2 separate regions of the Pan troglodytes genome follow, and region 1 is linked to region 2. The links are chromatin contacts, called in public HiChIP or PLAC-seq maps. All regions are on one chromosome and are shown on one strand. The core of a region is the stretch at or near the end of the contact, and the rest is flanking DNA. Distances in the headings are between cores, read along the strand shown. Region 1 holds the start of LPCAT4 (lysophosphatidylcholine acyltransferase 4). Region 2 holds the start of KATNBL1 (katanin regulatory subunit B1 like 1).

Region 1 (5,934 bases), core at 2,490-4,989, 160 kb after region 2:
CCCCTGGAACTGGCCAATCACCTTTGAACAGAGGGCCTGATCCCACCTCTGGTCACACCCCCCAATGCACATCCCATTAAAGCACCAACAGTTTTCACTTATTTCCATTTGGGGTGGATTTGTGCTCCCCCTTTCCACTCTTTCTTGGACTAAGACTCACCAGACTGTTGGGGTAGCGGATGAGGACAGGCTGCACAGGCACCCCTGCGATGAAGGCTCCTAAATCCCATTTCCACCCCCACCCCCACAAGGCAGAGGTTAGTACACAGAAGTAGCTAGAGGGCATGAGGTATGGCAGTCTGGGACAGTTCTCAAATGAGATATGGTTTTGTTCCACTCATTGATAATTTTCTCTCTGACTCCTCGACTTGTCAGCATTAGCTAGGAGGTTCCTGGTCTCCTTTCCTCTCCCATCCTTCCCCCTCTTCTACTTCTTGGGTTATTTCAGAGTCCCTCCCCAAATCTGGAACTTCTTTTTCCTACAGCCCACCACCCACTATCATTTTATTCACCTGGTTTGAATTTAAGCAAAGCCTTCTTGTTGGAACAGGTGCCCTCAGGAAAGAATAGCACCTGGGGTAAAAAAGAGCAGAATGAGGTGAAGAAGGCTGAAGAAGGCTGTGGAGAGAGGAAAGGGAAGCCTCTTCAGGAGCACATGGAAAGTGAGAAGATGGTCTTGAGACCCTTACCCACCTGCGGCCACTTGCCTCCTGAGGTGGCCCGCCTTCGGACCTCCTCCACCACTCTGCGTCGAGAAGCCGGGTCATGCCGGGATACCAGGATGGCTTGGTTGAATCGAAGAAGGGCTGGGGTTGGGAAGGATACAAAGAGGAATCACTTCATTCCTACCCAGGGGCAGTAACATCTGCAGCCTCCACTTCCTCAACAGCATGAGAAGTTTCTGTTATCTCTTTTTTTTTTTTTTCTGTTGTTGTTGTTTGAGACAGAGTTTCGCTTTTGTTGCCCAGGCTGGAGTGCAATGGCTCGATCTCAGCTCACCGCAAACTCCACCTCCTGGGTTCAAGTGATTCTCCTGCCTCAGCCTCCCGAGTAGCTGGGATTACAAGCATGGGCCACCACGCCCGGCTAATTTTTTTTTTTTTTTTTTTTTTTACGCCCGGCTACTTTTTTTGTATTTTTAGTAGAGACAGGGTTTCTCCATGTTGGTCAGGCTGGTCTCGAACTCCCAACCTCAGGTGATCCGCCTGCCTTGGCCTCCCAACGTGCTGGGATTATAGGCGTGAGCCACCGTGCCTGGCCTGTTATCTCTTTGCCCTGGGACAATCCCTTTATAGTAGTTGTCCTTTTAGAGAACTGACCAGAACTCCCTCCAACACCTTCTCTCTGTCCCAGCCCTCAGAATCTAAGACTGACTAATGGTGTTAATTTATATTTCACTTGCCAACAGCCCCTCCCCACTTTGAGGCCAGTTCTTCACTCCAGTGTCTCCATTCCTGACTTTTTTTGCCCAGAGTTGTCACCCTGCCCTTCACCCCCTTTGAACTCTCTCACCTCCAATGACAGGAACGGAAAGGTTCTCAGCTCGGGACACAACTTTGGGCAGGTCACAGGGCAGCAGAACAATGGGGTCAAAGAAAGTGGAGTGTGGGGCAGCAACAAGGACAGGGGCTTGAAGGCGAGAGGCTCGCTGGCCACGAACGCGAATCCGGAGGAAGCCCAGCAGGAAAAACAGCAGGCGGCTCAGGCCTAGCACCCCGTTGTGGCACACAGTCCTGCCAGGGCAAGGCTGGGTATCAGCGGAAGCAGTGGTTCTAACCCTCACCCGCCCCCAGGTTCAGACACCGGGAAAGTAGGGCACCCCTCTTTTACCCTTAAATAGGATGTGACCAAGGGGTCAAGGTCTCTGGCCACTTTGGGACCTATCAGGGCACATTACTTAGAGGTGAGGTCTGGGAACCACGTCTGAGCTTGGCTGACTCATCTCATCTACCCAAGCTAGACAGAATAGTTTCAGAATGCTCTCTTTTCTTCTTCTCAAAGAGGGAGCCGAATAGACAGCAGGGAAGAGAAGTAGGGTCTCTGGGGGCTGATCCCTCACTTACTTCCTCCATCCCGTAATTGGCTCCTGAAGCTGCTCCTCACTCAGACCGGCCACTTGAAGCCAGGCAAAGGGCCAGAGGAGAAAGAGGACGATAAAGGCCAGAAGCACTCGGATGGGGGCCAGCAATGCCCCCAGGAGGCAGAACTGCAAAGGGTGGGAGAGAATGCCACTTTAGAGCTTGGATATGCTCCCTCCACAGCATCCCTCTTCCACAAAGCATAGACCCAGGAGCAGACAGCCATCATCCCTTGCATGTGACAGGTGGTGTGGGAACAGGAGAGGGGACTGGGACCCAAGGTGGGATGAAGATACCAATGAGGGCAAGAGGATAAAAGATTAATGGCATCAAGGGCCTTATTTTCCTGTCTTTCAGTTGGTCCCTACCCCATTTATAAAACCGAAAGCCATAAAAAGCATCTAGCACTTAGAGGATTTAATAAGAATGCATGCGAAAGTGCAGGGCGCTGTGCTTGATGTACAGTAGGTTAGAGATAGGTCCTCCTCCCCCACATCTTATTCCATAAATAGCTCCTATGCCCAACAGAAACCAGGTGCACAGATCTTTCCACTTTGGGCCTAGGAGGCAGAGGGTTGTAAACAGCCAGAGGTCCAGTTTTCAGACCCGAGGTCATTTTCTGACACTGCTCAACAGCAATCTTATAGTACCGGGGGATATGGGAGACAAGAGCTCGGCCCCACTCTGCAAGGGAGAGAGGCTGCCAGGAGCCAGGATGACTCCATAGGCTGCCTTGGGGAAGAAGCAGGTAAGCAAACCTAGCCCCTGGAGCCTGCCTCCGGGGAGGTGATGACAGCAGAAACCTTGGACACTCCCTCCCCACACCACCTCCCAGCTCCCCTAGGCTGGCGCGGCCCTCCACTTCCTGTAGCCAACCTCCCTCTCAGCCTCCCTGCCCCCACCGGGAGGTGCTGCAGTGCGGGGTGGAGGGGGGTTGGAGGGAGTGGGAAGAGGGAGTGTAGGAAGGGCACAGGGTCGCAGGCTCCCGGCCCAGAAACGTCTTCCCTCTAAGTCATGCCTCGGAGGAATACTCGGCACGCCCCCGCCCCCACCCCCACCCCCGGCTTCCAGTAGACTCTAACTCCATCCTAGCCATCAGGCTCTGCAGAATGTAATCCGCATTCCCCAGCGTCCTTCATCTCTCCAACCCCAGGGTCCCCTGCAGCCCTCCATCCCCACCTACTCAGTTTTTCCACATCTTCGAGCTTGTCTATCGCCCAAGCCCGCAGCGTCCTCTCCAGGACTCCTTGCCCAACCGCGGCCGCCCCCACGTGCGCACCCCCGGACTCCCGCTCCGCAAGCCTCTCAGCCATCTCCTTCTCACGGATCCCCAAGCCCACCTTTGCCAGGACTCAAATGGCCCCATTTTCCTATCCTCACGGGTCCTTCCGACGCCCGCTCCCCACACATTACCTTAACCCTCTGGAGGCGAGAGAGATGTAACTCATGCACGAAGGGGTTGGGGGATGCTGGGGGTCCGGGGGTGGGATCGAGGGGGGCCCAGTCCCCCGGACTTCCCTGGCTCATGGCGGGAGAAGGTGGGAGGGAGGGCACCCCGGCCCCGGCCACCACTCTGCAGAGCAGCTGCTGCTGCAGCAGCGGCGGCGGCGGCGCTCTGGCCCGGGCCCCGCCCGGTGCAGGCGACCGAGGGGCGGGGAGCAGGCGGCGCAGCCCAGCCCGCCCGCGTTGTCAGGGCGCCGGCCGAGGGGCGGGGCTTCCAGCGCCCTGGCGCCCCTGCTCCTCCGCGCCCGCCGCGGCGCCCGCAGCCGCTCGGGCCATTGTTCCGCGGCTGCCAGGGCTGGAGCGGGCTGCCCCTGGGCTTCTGCGCCTCCGTCGTTCCTCTCTGAAGACCTGGCCTCCGCCTCGGAGTGGGAGTGGGTCTGGGAGCTGAGCGCAGAGCTCAGAGCGCCCTCCGTCCCCGCCCGGGCGTCGAGGTCGCCCAGCAAGCGCAGATCGGGGTGAGGCTTTTGGGTTGGTAGGCAGGGAGGGACAGGTGGGCCGGATGCAGAGGCCGGCAGCTCGCGGGTGAGGCGGCGCCCCGCTCTTCCTATGGGCTCCTTGGCCCGGTCCGCGCCTCCTCGCAGGCGGACCACCTTTCCTTCCCGGTCCGTGGGGCGCCATCGCGCGGGGACTTGAGGCACTTGCGTCCTCTGGCGGCTGCATGGCGCCCCGCAACTCTCCACCTCCGCGTCCTGCCTGTGCTGGGCAGGGCCGCCTTTACTGGTGTGAGGGTTGCTTGAACCCTTGAGGCGCCAGGAATCCCTAGTACACTGACGCATGTGCTTCCCATGAGCCCGACAAGGTCTGGCAGGGGAGAGGCAGTGGTTCCTGATCTCTGTCACTCTCTGGGTGAACGCAGAGGACACAGTAGTAATTCCCCTCACCCACAAGCTCCAAGCTACCCTAGAAAACAAATTGTTTAGCCTCAGGCCATCGTTTGAGATCAGGGACCAGGGAATTAAGTGGACTCTGAGATCCATTGCCATGACAAAAGGGGTAAGAGTCTCATTGCTTGAGGAAAGAATACGCCATAAGTTCACTTTATGTCTTCTGCCCATTGCATGGCAGTTAGAGGAGCTGAAGGAAGAAAGTGAAAGAAAAAGAGACCTCTCATAACCAAGAGTGTTTGCCGCCACTGGCTTCTCCTTTAAACCAAACTCCAAATTAATCTGCTCCAGGAAATTTTCTGAGCCCAGGCTGAGAGGGTTGAAGGCTCATGCATCCTACTGAGACCAAGGAGCTGCACTGGGATGTTTTTGTATATAACACAGAGGTCCCAACACAAATACATCATTTCCACATTTTATTTTTGTATAGATAGGGTCTCGCTATATTGCCCAGGCTGGTCTCGAACTCCTAGCCTCAAGTGAGCCTCCCACCTCGGCCTTCCAAACTGTTGGGACTACAGGTAGTAAGCCGCCATGTACAACCCAAACCTTTTTTTTTTAAGCAGATGATTTCAGCTTTCTCACCAGAACCGAGAAAGTACAACTGCATGTATTAGTCTCCCTTGCCTTGCCTTTGGGGAGGAGTTGTGTGTATGTGTGTGTGTGTGTGTGTTTGTCTTTTGTTGTTGTTGTTTTGGGACGGAGTCGCGCTCTTGCTCTGTTGCCCAGGCTGGAGTGCGATGGCGTGATCTCAGCTCGCTGCAACCTCCGTCTCCCGGCTCCAAGCAATTCTCCTGCCTCAGCCTCCTGAGTAGCTAGGATTATAGGCGGGCACCACCACACCCGGCTAATTTTTGTATTTTTAGTAGAGACGGGGTTTCATCATATTGGTTAGACTGGTCTCGAACTCCTGACCTCATGATCCACTCGCCTCAGCCTCCCAAAGTGCTGGGATTACAGGCGTGAGCCGCCGCACCTGGCGGTTTTTTTTTTTTTTTCTTTTTGAGATGGAGTTTCACTTTTGTTGCCCAGGCTGGAGTGCAATGGCACAATCTCGGTTCACTGTATCCTCCGCCTCCCGGGTCAAGCGATTCTCCTGCCTCAGCCACCTGAGCAGCTGGGATTACAGGTGCCTGCCACCATGCCTGGCTAATTTTTTTTTTTGTTTTTTTTTTTTGTATTTTTAGTAGAGATGGGGTTTCACCATGTTGGCCAGGCTGGTTTCGAACTCATGACCTCAGGTGATCCACTTGCCTCTGCCAAAGTGCTGGGATTACAGGCGTGAGCCACCACGCCCAGCCTAGAAGGAGGTTTAAGGACTAAGATAATGTTCATAAGGTGGGAAACAGGGAAAGATGAGAGTGTAGGGAAGTTTAAATTTTTCCCTTGAATGTTTGATAATTTGAGTCTATAAAACAAACTGATTACATAGATTAAAGGGAAAAGAGGCCTACGCATTTTTTTTTTTT
Region 2 (5,988 bases), core at 38-2,537:
GAGCAGCAGAGTTAAAAGCGTGGAGCCAGCCTGCTCGGGTGTTAATTATATTAGCTGTGTAACCCTGTACGGTACAAAAGTTACAATACTAAAATTTCCTGTGCCTTAGTTTCTTCACTGTCAAAATGGGGACAACAGTATATATCCCAAAGTAAAGCTCTTAATACGCCCAGCGCATAGAAAGCACAAAATAAATATTGCCCATCATTATGATCACACTGGCTAATATTATTATTGGCTAATATTAGTTATTAGCCAAGTAAAAGCCTCAATGGATGACGTTTCAATTCAAGTCTGAAGCTGGCTATCCAAAGAAACTCCAAAAAACCAGCAGATTTAAGCTATTAGGTGGACTAGTTTCTCATAATTCTCGCAAGTGCTGAACTGATGATTATTACACATCTAATTTCTCTTACAATTTTTTTTTAAATCAGCAAAGAAACTGACATAGGTACCTCTGTTTTCAAGGAACTTTATAAGCCACAAGAAAACAAACCAACTCTTTGTTATCTCCATACTTAAGCAATTTAAGAGCGTAGTAAAAGCCTAGATACTTTACAGAACAACTTTTCAGAAAACACAGTAAGGTTTTTAAAGTTGCAATCGACAATTCTTATGCAGTTATGTCAAGTTTTTGTCCTGCGAAACAAAAGCTCATCCGTCAGGAATCCGAGGACCCGTCGGAAAATAAGGAAATGCCTGGGCCGGGCCTAGGCGCTCTGCGGAAAACCTGTCCTCAAAACAGCTCGCCCCACACTCGTTCTGTCCTTCCCCTTCCCCAGGTGCAGCTGTCGACTCCACCCGAAGATAAATAAGTGACAACAGGTTCGGTCCACGCCTCTCCCGGCCCAGTCCCCTGGAGCCCCCCAGCGCCCGCCGCCCGACCCTCCCCGCAAGGGCCGGCAGAGGGGCTCCGCCCCGGCCTTGCCGCCCCGCCCCGGGACCCGGCAGCGCTGCCGCGAGTCCGGCCGAGCCGAGGCCGCCGCGGGGCCTGCAGGTGGGCCCAGGGCGCGGCCAAGCCCAGCTGGAGTAGCCCTGCCAGGGCAGGGCAGCTGCGGACGCGGGGCTCGCACCTGCTCGGCAGTCACTTACCGGCGCCTCATGGTACCGCGGCGCCTCAGCCCAGCCTCGGCGCTGACGACCAGCGCCCGGCAGCCTAGAGAGTCCCTCGGCTTCTGGGCCGAGTCCCACTCAGGGCCATTCAAACGCGGCCGCGCGCGCGGCCCGCCGGGATAGCTGGCGCTGTGGGCGACTCGCGGGCTCCGCCCAACGTTGGCTCCGCCCCTCTGGGGGTCGCTAAGCGCCGGAGGGGAAAAGGACCTGTGGCCACAGTGCCCCCTGGTGGCCAGAGCTTCGCACGGTAGCCTTGCTATGGCGCGAGAAGTGATACTGCGATAGGAACTGAGGGTGGGTAAAGTTCAACGAATGACCGACCGTGCGCTAGGAACAACCTAGTGTGGGAGACCGTGCCTTAGTGGTGTACCAGGAGGTGCAAACAATTTCCTATAAAGTTATGGTTCCGGGAGAGATTTATTCATTCACACCTATTTAAATACACTAAGGGTCTGGGCACAGTGGCTCACACCTGTAATCCCAGCACTTTGGGAGGCCGAAGCAGGAGGTTCACCTAAGCCCAGGAATTCAAGACCAGCCTGGACGACATGGGGACAACTACCCCCCACCCCCCACCTCCGCCCCCGTCTCTATAAAAATAAAAATGATACTAATAAACGCTCTAAGGCATAGTTTCTAAAAGCATGGATTGTGGAACTATGTGACCTTGAGCAAGTCACATAAACTCCTAGGTGCTTTGCTTTCCCCTTCTGTAAAATGAGGACAATAACAATAGTATCTGTCTCTTAGTGTTGTGAGGATTAAATGAATTAATACATATAAAATGCTTAGAGGAGTGCCCGGCATATGGTAAGCCCTTCGTGTTTGTTAGTCATCATTTTTTTAGTTCCTATTATGTGCCAAACTTTGTGCTAGACTCTTAAGAACACAAGAAATGTACATGATGCAGAACCTGTCCTCAGGAAGCTGGTTCGGTCTTGTTGGGATGGGGAACACTAAATTAGATTATGAGGTTAGGGTTGGGTCTGTAGATGATGAACTTTTAATTACTGAGGGCAGTTCTCTTCATTAGAACCAGGCTGCTCACCTTCATAGATAAGCCACCGGTCAAGGTTAGCCAAGCTGTGACAGGAGCAAGTTTGTCTATGGTGGTTCTCTCACCCCTTGCAGAAACCAACCAAGCAGTGCCTTTGATGGAAATACTTCCTCACCACAAAACTACATCCCTTGGCTTGCTTTTTCAGGCACTCATCTCGGAACTCAAGGCTTGCCTAGGGAGCAGGCTGCTTAAGTTTGGTTTAACAATCTTTTTGGAAGGCCGGCCATGTGCCAGGCAAATTGTGCCTGGTGCTGGAAATCGCCTGAAGCAGCTCTCAGTGGCTTGAAAAACAGGAAAAGAGATCATTCCAATACACTGCAGTGATAAAAGGTATCTCCTAAATGCCGTGGGAGTTCCGAGCAATGGGAGGCCTGTCAGATAAACTGATCAGAACTAAGATGTCATCAGGTTGTTATAACTTTATGTATTTTTCCTCCCTAGTAACAGAGTCCTTACTTAATCAAAAAAAAAAAAAAAAAAAGTCATGTTGAAAATTGGGGCAAGACCTTAGGGCAGTGGGAAAATAGTTTTAGGATATTTGGCATAAGCAACACCTTTGAGAGCTTTTCGATTGTACCAAGCATAAGCAAGGCACATACATGCCTATGTGTGGGGCCACATCTGTTAACAGGTGGTACTGTTGAGAGAGTCCAGCTAGGTGAGTAAAGGAAGCTGGAGCCCTAGGTTCCATGTATGTACAATAAAGAATATTTCCTGAATATGACTTCCACTACGTAGATGTGTTGTTTTAAAGAAAATAAAAATTCAACACACATGGGTGAAGTCACTTTCTCTCAAGTCATTTCTTCATCATCATGAACAGGAATTTCTTGATGACCCACTATGCAAAAGGCACTGTGCTGGCCTCTCATCAGAAGAATAGGGTAAAAAGAGTGTACTATATGATCGTTATCCTCAAGGGAGGCTAAAGAGTTAAGACAAGTAATGGAGTCCTGGAACTCAGGGAATCTGCTGTGTTAACACCGAAGAATCTCAGCTAATACAAGGCCTCCAGTTGCTGGAGGCCAGAGAAGAACCTTGATATTCTCATTTCTGGAGCCTGTTAAGGCACAGGATCTCAGGCAGGTTAATCTCTAGAGCCAAGTTATAAAGTTTGTATCAGTGATGGGCAGCCCAGGCCCCCACATCTCATAATTTCACATAAAAATAATGAAAACTGCCTTTGCATTGCTACTTTTGGAATATATACAAATACTGTCATTTTAGTGATGAAAATGCAAGGCAACTTTCTTCATTGATACTTTTCCTATCAATAAAGTTGAATTTTTCCCACTTGGGGCTCAATAAAATTTGAATTCTTACTAAAAAAAGGTACAGCCCATACATTAAAAAAATCTCTACATCAGTGCTTGTGTACAAAAAGGTGGTTTACTGATAGCCTTCGTGGTGGGCAGTCTCCAAGGGCGTCTACTCCTCTGGCCATTCCTTCATTCCTTCCTTCCGAGAGAACGGGCAGCTAAGTTAGCCTTCCTGCCTCACATCCCCCTCTCTACGGGGTGCAGAATCATTCAAGGACACAGTGTAGAGTGACCCACATGAGAAAAGAGCTGCCATGCAGTCCTGTGTACACTGCTTGATGGCAAGCAGGGGAGGGATGGTGGAGCTGGGCCTGATAAACTGGAGAGGACAGACAGGGTGTTCCTGACAGAGAGGGGAAAATGCAAAGTAAGTTCTAGTACTGCAGTCTATTCTGATTTGAGTGGAGGGAAAAGTGCTTGCAAGAGTCACAGGAGTGAAGACTGAAAAGGTACGTAAGGCACCTGATAGGTTGCGAAGACCTGGAATTATCAAGCAAAGTGTTTGAGGTGCAAGGAGACAGCAAAGACAATTGAGCAGGGGAATGACTAAGTCAGTTCTTTAGAAGGATTGATCTGTTTGGGAGGCCAAGGTGAAAGGATTGCTTAAGGCCAGGAGTTTGAGACCAGGCTGGGCAACATTTCAACACCTCAACTCTACAAAAAATTTAAAAAATAGTCAGGCATGGTGGTGCATACCTGTGGTCCTAGCTACTCGGGAGGCTGAGGTGGGAGGATCGCTTGAGCCAAGGAGCTCAAGATTATAGTAAGCTATGATTATGGCACTGTAGTCCAGCAAGAGAGCAAGACCCTGTCTCTTAAAAACAAACAAACCAAAAAAAAAAAAACAAGGAAAAGAAGAAGAAGAAGAGTTGATTTGTTACCAGGATGCTGGATGGCCAGGGGTAGGGAGGAAAGACTGATGGCAATGACATTAGGTATAAAAGTGTAGTTCCGTCCAGGGTCCTAGGAGCCATATCATTTACTGCATTGTATGTCATTCTCATTGAGACCAATGCCGATTCTGACAGAGAACAATGCCTGAAGGGACCTCAGAGACAGCAACAGCTCACCCATTCCACACTGCTCAGCCTCAGCACCTTTGGAAAATTCTAGGCAGTTGACTTTAGCAGTCAAAGTGAGAAGTCAATCCCTTTTTTCTGCTCCTCCCTTTCCTACCTTCCTTTGCAGGCTGTGGAAGGAAGTAATGGCAGAAGCAGTAAGCAAAAAAAAAAAAAAAAAAACTCAAAAAACAAAACCAAACCCCTGGTAGTGTTTTTTGCGGGGTGAAGGGTGGGTGGTAGGGAGGTGTTGAGTGATGGGGGATCCTATTTTTAAGATAGCTTGTTTCTGCTACATCTACAGCCCTCTATTGTAAATCTACAACTGAGATCAGGTGACCCAAAAACATTTATGACTATGATAATATTTGGTATTTATAGACTTTCAAATCTGAATCTCAAGAAACCATCTCTCTCCTCCTGCAAGTACATTTCCTGCAATTAGACTATACTGTCACCAGGTGGAACGTGGTGGGGGCAGCATGTTTAGACTAGCCTTGGAGCAAGGCTCATCTCTATTTAAAACCTAGATTGCTGCCTTTGGGCCCTTTCCACACCGGTTTTTACCTTAATGTGCAATGGGGATAACACTCTCCTCTCAGGGGCTGTTGGGAAATGGGATAACCTATATAAAACCTATACAACAATGCCTGGAGCAGTGATTGTGTCTCTCTCTGAAAAACTGAGTTTAGTGATTTTTCCAAGATAGAGAAGAATACAATATGGTTGACTGCTGCCTTGGAAAAGGGAAGTCCTGGAATTAGACTACCTGGGGGTCAGGGTGCAGGAGAGGGTGAAGTGTCAATGTTGGGGGTGGGGTCAGGAGGCAGGGAACAGACTCACTGTGATGCTGATGGCCTGGTAACCAGAACAGGGTAGCTGAAAAGTCCTATCATATGCAAAACAAATCCAATTATGTATGCAGTTGCTGGTGTTGGTGGTGGGGGGAGGGGAGATGTTCAGTACAACTGGGACCCCATAACAGGTGAAGTACAGAGGAGTTCCTGGCAAGCAGGCAAGCAGGAAATAAAATGCGCTAGCAGTTAGCAGGGCAACAATCATCAGAAGCAGAAAGTCCTTGGGAAGAGGACTTAACAGAGCAAAGCAGGTCCCTAGCCTCAAGAGACAGGAGCAGTAGAAAGATTACTAGGACACTTCTTGGAGCCGGACACAAAGGCAGAACCGCTCTTGCAGTAACACAATTGAGCCTGAATCTAAACTGGCTTGAGTTACTTCCCCAACTTAGCTCTGTGTTCTTCAGAACATCAGTTCTAAGAGATGTTGATAGGTTCAAAAAAGAAGAGAAAAAGAAGAAAGTGGTTTCCTTGGCCACAGAAGTTTGGTAACTGCTGAAGTAAACAAGTATTTCTTTACTGTAGCACTTCTCGGTCTTTAAAAACCTAACATTTGTTGTCAATTTTTTAAAGAAAGATACATG

What was found. HiChIP or PLAC-seq counts read pairs in DNA pulled down with a chosen protein or histone mark.
Region 1: a contact with region 2 is called in an H3K4me3 HiChIP or PLAC-seq map of stem cell-derived excitatory neurons, with 2.5 times the contacts expected there. The contact joins the promoter of LPCAT4 here to the promoter of KATNBL1 in region 2. A contact is called at or near these places in 1 of 7 Hi-C or Micro-C datasets (stem cell-derived neural progenitor cells) and 1 of 1 datasets of contacts at active chromatin or transcription factors (stem cell-derived excitatory neurons).

The regions. Positions count from the first base shown.
Region 1 is chr16:26,291,392-26,297,325 of NHGRI_mPanTro3-v2.0_pri, forward strand. It overlaps LPCAT4 (lysophosphatidylcholine acyltransferase 4), which reads right to left and starts at 3,740. Exons shown (of 14, transcript XM_510281.7): 1 at 3,492-3,740; 2 at 2,064-2,206; 3 at 1,513-1,733; 4 at 694-806; 5 at 513-573; 6 at 161-219. The coding sequence starts at 3,605. LOC134808508 (a long non-coding RNA gene) reads left to right here and starts at 2,588. Exons shown (of 3, transcript XR_010151592.1): 1 at 2,588-2,826.
Region 2 is chr16:26,135,110-26,141,097 of NHGRI_mPanTro3-v2.0_pri, forward strand. It overlaps KATNBL1 (katanin regulatory subunit B1 like 1), which reads right to left and starts at 1,288. Exons shown (of 9, transcript XM_063794676.1): 1 at 1,093-1,288.